Regions from separate parts of the Larimichthys crocea genome. Here region 1 is linked to region 2. The links are chromatin contacts, called in public Hi-C maps. All regions are on one chromosome and are shown on one strand. The core of a region is the stretch at or near the end of the contact, and the rest is flanking DNA. Distances in the headings are between cores, read along the strand shown. Region 1 holds the start of ube2q1 (ubiquitin-conjugating enzyme E2Q family member 1). Region 2 holds the start of cd276 (CD276 molecule).

The links. A called contact is a pair of places that touch in the nucleus more often than the background predicts.
Region 1: a Hi-C map of muscle shows a contact between it and region 2, with 2.6 times the contacts expected there. The contact joins the promoter of ube2q1 here to the promoter of cd276 in region 2. A contact is called at or near these places in 4 of 7 Hi-C or Micro-C datasets (all in muscle).

The regions. Positions count from the first base shown.
Region 1 is chrVIII:20,964,891-20,967,590 of L_crocea_2.0, reverse strand. ube2q1 (ubiquitin-conjugating enzyme E2Q family member 1) reads left to right here and starts at 1,309. Exons shown (of 13, transcript XM_027281460.1): 1 at 1,309-2,099; 2 at 2,519-2,623. The coding sequence starts at 1,941.
Region 2 is chrVIII:20,804,097-20,806,796 of L_crocea_2.0, reverse strand. It overlaps cd276 (CD276 molecule), which reads left to right and starts at 1,379. Exons shown (of 8, transcript XM_019278896.2): 1 at 1,379-1,484. It overlaps ubl7b (ubiquitin-like 7b (bone marrow stromal cell-derived)), which reads right to left and starts at 2,086. Exons shown (of 11, transcript XM_019278895.2): 1 at 1,936-2,086; 2 at 1,245-1,425; 3 at 974-1,093; 4 at 763-848. The coding sequence starts at 1,938.

The DNA.
Region 1 (2,700 bases), core at 60-2,559, 160 kb before region 2:
CGTGTGGCAATATGGCACAGTGTAAACAGAATTATCATTATAAATATAAGTATATGTATGGCTATATGGCAGTATTTACAGTATACACAGTGAGGTCTATCAAAAAAAAAGAAATATGAGTCCAAGTCCAACTTTGTGAATGACACAGCATCAAACATCATCTCCATGAAAACAGAATGTAAATAGTTTCATGTATCTTTGTGGTACCAAACTGAAATAATTCTGTTTTCATCAAGGTTCTGTGCAGCAGTTTAACTGCGTATTATGAAATATTAGATTATTATTAATATTAATATTTATTATTTGTATCATGGTCACTTTCTTTGCAATATTTCTTACACTATGGTCACTTTACATTACAATACTCTTTTTATATATCATGCCACGTTTATCCTCAGTACTTGTCTGTTATGAAGGTTGATTGTTTTCCGTGTTTATTGTGTAGGTTATAGATATTTCTGTCTGTTTATTGTGTGTGTTTTTTTGTTTTTTTTTGCCTTTTCTACTTTTTTTTCTAATTCTGTAGTGTATGCTACACTTTCCTCTGCTGCTGTAAAAAGTACATTTCCCTGTGTTGTATATCATGCCACTTTTATCCTGAGTACTTGTCTGTTTTTGAAGGTTGGTTGTTTTTCGCGTTTATTGTGTAGGTTATATATTTCTGTCTGTTTAATTTCTGTCTGTTTATTGTGTTTTTTTTGCCTTTTCTACTTTTTTTTCTAATTCTGTAGTGTATGCTACACTTTCCTCTGCTGCTGTAAAAAGTAAATTTCCCTGTGTTGTATATCATGCCACTTTTATCCTCAGTACTTGTCTGTTTTTGAAGGTTGGTTGTTTTCCGTGTTTATGTGTGTAGGTTATAAATATTCTGTTCTGTTTATTGGTGTTTTTTGCCTTTTCTACTTTTTTTTCTAATTCTGTAGTGTATGCTACACTTTCCTCTGCTGCTGTAAAAAGTAAATTTCCCTGTGTTGTATATCATGCCACTTTTATCCTCAGTACTTGTCTGTTTTTGAAGGTTGGTTGTTTTTCGTGTTTATTGTGTAGGTTATAGATATTTCTGTCTGTTTAATTTCTGTCTGTTTATTGTGTGTTTTTTTTTTTTTTTTTGTCTTTTCTACTTTTTTTTCTAATTCTGTAGTGTATGCTACACTTTGACTCTGCTGCTGTAAAAAGTAAATTTCCCTGTGGTTGGATGAATAAAGTAGATCTAATCTAAAAGTATGAAATTATTAGTTTTTGGTCTTTTTTTCTCTTATAAATAAATGTTTAAAAAAAAAAGAATCACATTGACCATGTCTCGGATAAATGTTTGACAATATATTGCGCTGCTGTAAAGTTTCCTGTATTTCCTTAGCCCTTAAAATAAACCGAGGACGCGCTGAATGCTGGGACTCTGCGGGAACGGGCAGCTTGAACAACGCCATCTTTAAACCCCACAAGAGGCCAGCTACAGTTTGTGCACCGGGATGAAAAACACCGTCCCTACCGCGGGATATAAGTTCACATCGTGGAGGTGGTTTAATTGTCCCCCGGTCAAGTCACCGACGAGGAGCTGTCCGGTGGGACTGTGAGGAGACGGTCACGGGACACGGCGAGAGCCTTAAAGTGTTGTTATCGGGAGGCAGACAACAACAATAGACGGAAAGACAACAACAACGGACTAGCTCGCTAACTCGCTAAGCTAGCTGGAAGCTAAGCTATCGTTAGCCACTTCTTCTTCTTCATCAGCAGCAGCAGCAGCAGCGGAGACATTTACAGCTGGGCATCCAGCTACATCCACCGGAGCAGTCCGTCATCTCTTTGCCACTTTTTTTTATACATATATAAAGCTATCCTGAACTGAAAAAAATTCTTGCGTCGTTGCTGCTTTGGCTAGCCAGAAGCTAAAGTCCCGACTTCTCCCCCTCCCCAGCGGCCCGGCCGGAGATGCGTGGAAGATGTCGGTGTCGGGGCTGAAGGCCGAACTGAAGTTTTTAGAGTCCATTTTTGATCCAAACCATGAACGCTTCAGGATCATTGACTGGAAGCCCGACGAGCTGAGCTGTCAGTTTAATGTGACCGGGGAAAAGCTGTTAATTATCCACTGTAACATCACGGTAAGGGTGTAACAAACAAACACAAGCGCCCGGATTTAGACACTTCCCTTGTTGGTCGTTAGCGAGCTAAAGTTAGCTGGTTAACTTGCTGAAGCCAGGTAGTAGGCTACCTCCATAGCTGTACGATTTAATAATAATTTAATGGGCACGTTTTGCGTGGTTTTATAAGACTATGTCAGCGGGAGCTGCGTAGTGTTGATAGCGGGGTTTTGTTTGTCTGACAATCCGACAATAAACAGTGTTGATAAGCGACCCTAGCTCGAAGCTAACGCTGCACTCTGAATGCTAATGTCGTCAACCCAGATTTTTACGGTATTTACTGACTACTGTTTAACCACGCAAAGTGTTTGCAGGTGCTTATCTGAACTGTATTGTGTGTTTTTTTTTGTTGTTGTTGTTGTCTTGCCGCTGTCTTTTAGGAATCTTATCCATCTACGCCTCCGATATGGTTTGTGGACTCTGATGACCCGAGCCTGGCGCAAGTTTTGGAGAGGTTGGAAGATGTGAGAAAAGGCAGCACCCTGGTAGGTATCGTAAGCCTTGTTTCCCCTTTGTTGCGGGACACATTTTACTGTAGTAGAGGTTAACCTTTTAAAACATC
Region 2 (2,700 bases), core at 130-2,629:
GTCTTGTGATTTCGACAGTTTGTCAGCTGACCACATCTGTGCCAATATTCTTAGATCAACATTAGTACAAGTGAGTAGGTTGTACACGTTTATGAAAAATATATCACTATATATTGGTTCCTTCATCACTTAAGCAAAGGTGGTGATAGATTTATATCATAGAAAGCTGCCAGCCTATTAAAGCTAACCCTGTCCTGTTGAGGATAATCTTTAGTCCGCAGTTGCCCAGGGTCCTGTTCACACATCGAGGCTAAGATGCATCTAGAGTGATCCAATCAGAACAGATGTGAACACTTCCAAATAATCTTCACGTGAAGGATGCGTGTGTCCAATTGATTGTTGATTTTCCGGCCTACACTGCAGAGCATTGTTTGTAAAGTTAAGTTGTTACTTTGCATGGTAGTAGTAGGTTTAATCATTATTTTTTGTCTGTAATCTACCAGCCACTTTCATATTTTACCAGCATCTGGCTGGCGGCTGTTGCCAATTTCCCTGCCTGACTGAGATGCATCAAGATGCATCCAGAATTATTGTGCGCTTAAGTTGAATCCTAATCGAATTAAATTGTAAGGGTAGAGTAGATTCACACCTCTGGTCTGAATTTATCTGAATGGAAAACAAAGCATGCATTGAGAGGGAAGTCCCATGAACAGTGGCTGGAAGACCACTGAAGTAGGGTGAAGAAGGAGGGAGATGAGTGTCACCATGAGGACTGATGTGAATGTTCATGTGTGTGTGTGTATATGTCTGTCTTCTACTCACTGAGTCTCTGTAGGCAGAGTTGAGAGAATGAAGAGCAGCATTAAACACCCTGAACTCCCTGGCTGCAGTTGCTCTGTTCACAGGCTCTAGAGAAGAAAACACACACACACATGCTCAGATTCATATTTTCTGTTTCACTTACAGTCCAACTTGACCACACACTTTCAATGTTTGAATGAAAAAAACAAACAAAAAAAACAACCAATCACACCTGGATTGCTCTCTGGCTCAGGCCAAGTCTTTTTGAGGATGTGTAAAGTGGCTCCTGATTGGATCCCGCAGGCATCCAGTGTTAGTTCATCCTTAAGTTTCCGCCCACAGTGGACCAGCTCTGATGGGGAAACATGAGCGAGAGACAGGGAACATTTGAAGGAACAAAAAATATCAATGACAGCCTTTATTTACCAAACAGATTACACCACAGAGCACACACACATACATAACATTTTCATTCATAGCTAATTTACTATCTGCAACAAGACCTATAAATTCGGGGTCTGGGATGGAGTCTGGGAGCTGTGCTGCAACAAGTTGTTTTAAAGTAGCGACTCTGTATCCTCCAGGCGAAACATCCCCTGGCATCATCTCTGGGAAGTGGAAGACGGATTTAGGCTGATCCACCAGCTTCAAAGACAGCTGCCAGTCTGAAGAAGCCATCTCGACCTGTGCACACAAACAAAACCACAGTGTCAACACGGGGACATGGACAGCAGATACACAAGGTGGGTTAAATTAGTAATTACTGGTGTGAGCCCAGGGGGGTTTAATCAAAACGCACAATTACATTTTATAGTTTTAATATGCTTTCTAACAATGGGTGAGAGAAAATAAAGACACTTCTGTCTTCGTTGAGTACCACATACTACATAAAACACATTTTTTAAAGGGGGGACCCAGGTCAAAACGCAATATTATTATATCATTATTATTATATTATTATTATATTATTATTATATTTGACATTTTGGGGATTTTAAACGTGCTAACCTGCTAGCCGCTAAGCGTTTTCTAAAAAATAAATAGCATGCCGCTTTAATAACTTGTACCTGAGCTGTTCGTATCGTAGGACTGATTAAGAACAATAGTCCGGTAACATTAAATAAATGTCATACAGAAAATAAAACCACGACAGCTGTAAAATAGAAGAAATAGAAATAGCGCACACTCACTCACCATTTTATTGTTGACACTCGATTCGCTTCCTGCTTTTAGTCACGTGGTACACGTCACGTTTACGTCCACTGGGCCAAACAAAGAAGCTTTTTACTTCTCCATGTTTTTAATCACCGGCGAACCTGAAACCTCTTCCTCTCTCTCTCTCTCACACACACAGCCACACCTCAAGACAAAGGAAAAAACTTGAATCACCATCCCAGCATAAACAATACAATATATATTGTTATATATATATGTCTAAAGTGTGCAAATACCAGTTTGAGTGAAACTTATTTCATCACACATTCTCAATTATTTTTTCCTTGCTGCACATTTTCCACAGCTATGTCATGTCTTGATCAATACTTTCTTATAGTCTGTCTGTCACCAGTCTAACTTTAAGATGTAATTATCTATCAGGTGAATTATTTAAGTTACAAAGTTTCATCTATATCCACCATTTGTTCATATTTACCAAGTGTTCTCCTGTGCCACAAGTTTATCCAAGAGTGATTTAATCAAAAGTGCTGTTTTAATCCACGCGTATAGTCTTTTTATAGATCTATAGGAGACACGTGCATAGGTAGGCTATATAATACAGGTATAAATGTGTCTGCATAGGCTGCAGTGAGACGTTTACGGTCCATATGCGCTATAATGATTTTAAAAAGGTAGTGCCCACAGACACGGGCAGTTTATATCAAACGATGCATTTATTACACTGTTTGTAGGACTTTAAATAAAAAAGAGTTAGATGCCGGTGTGTTCACAAATGGTTAACCT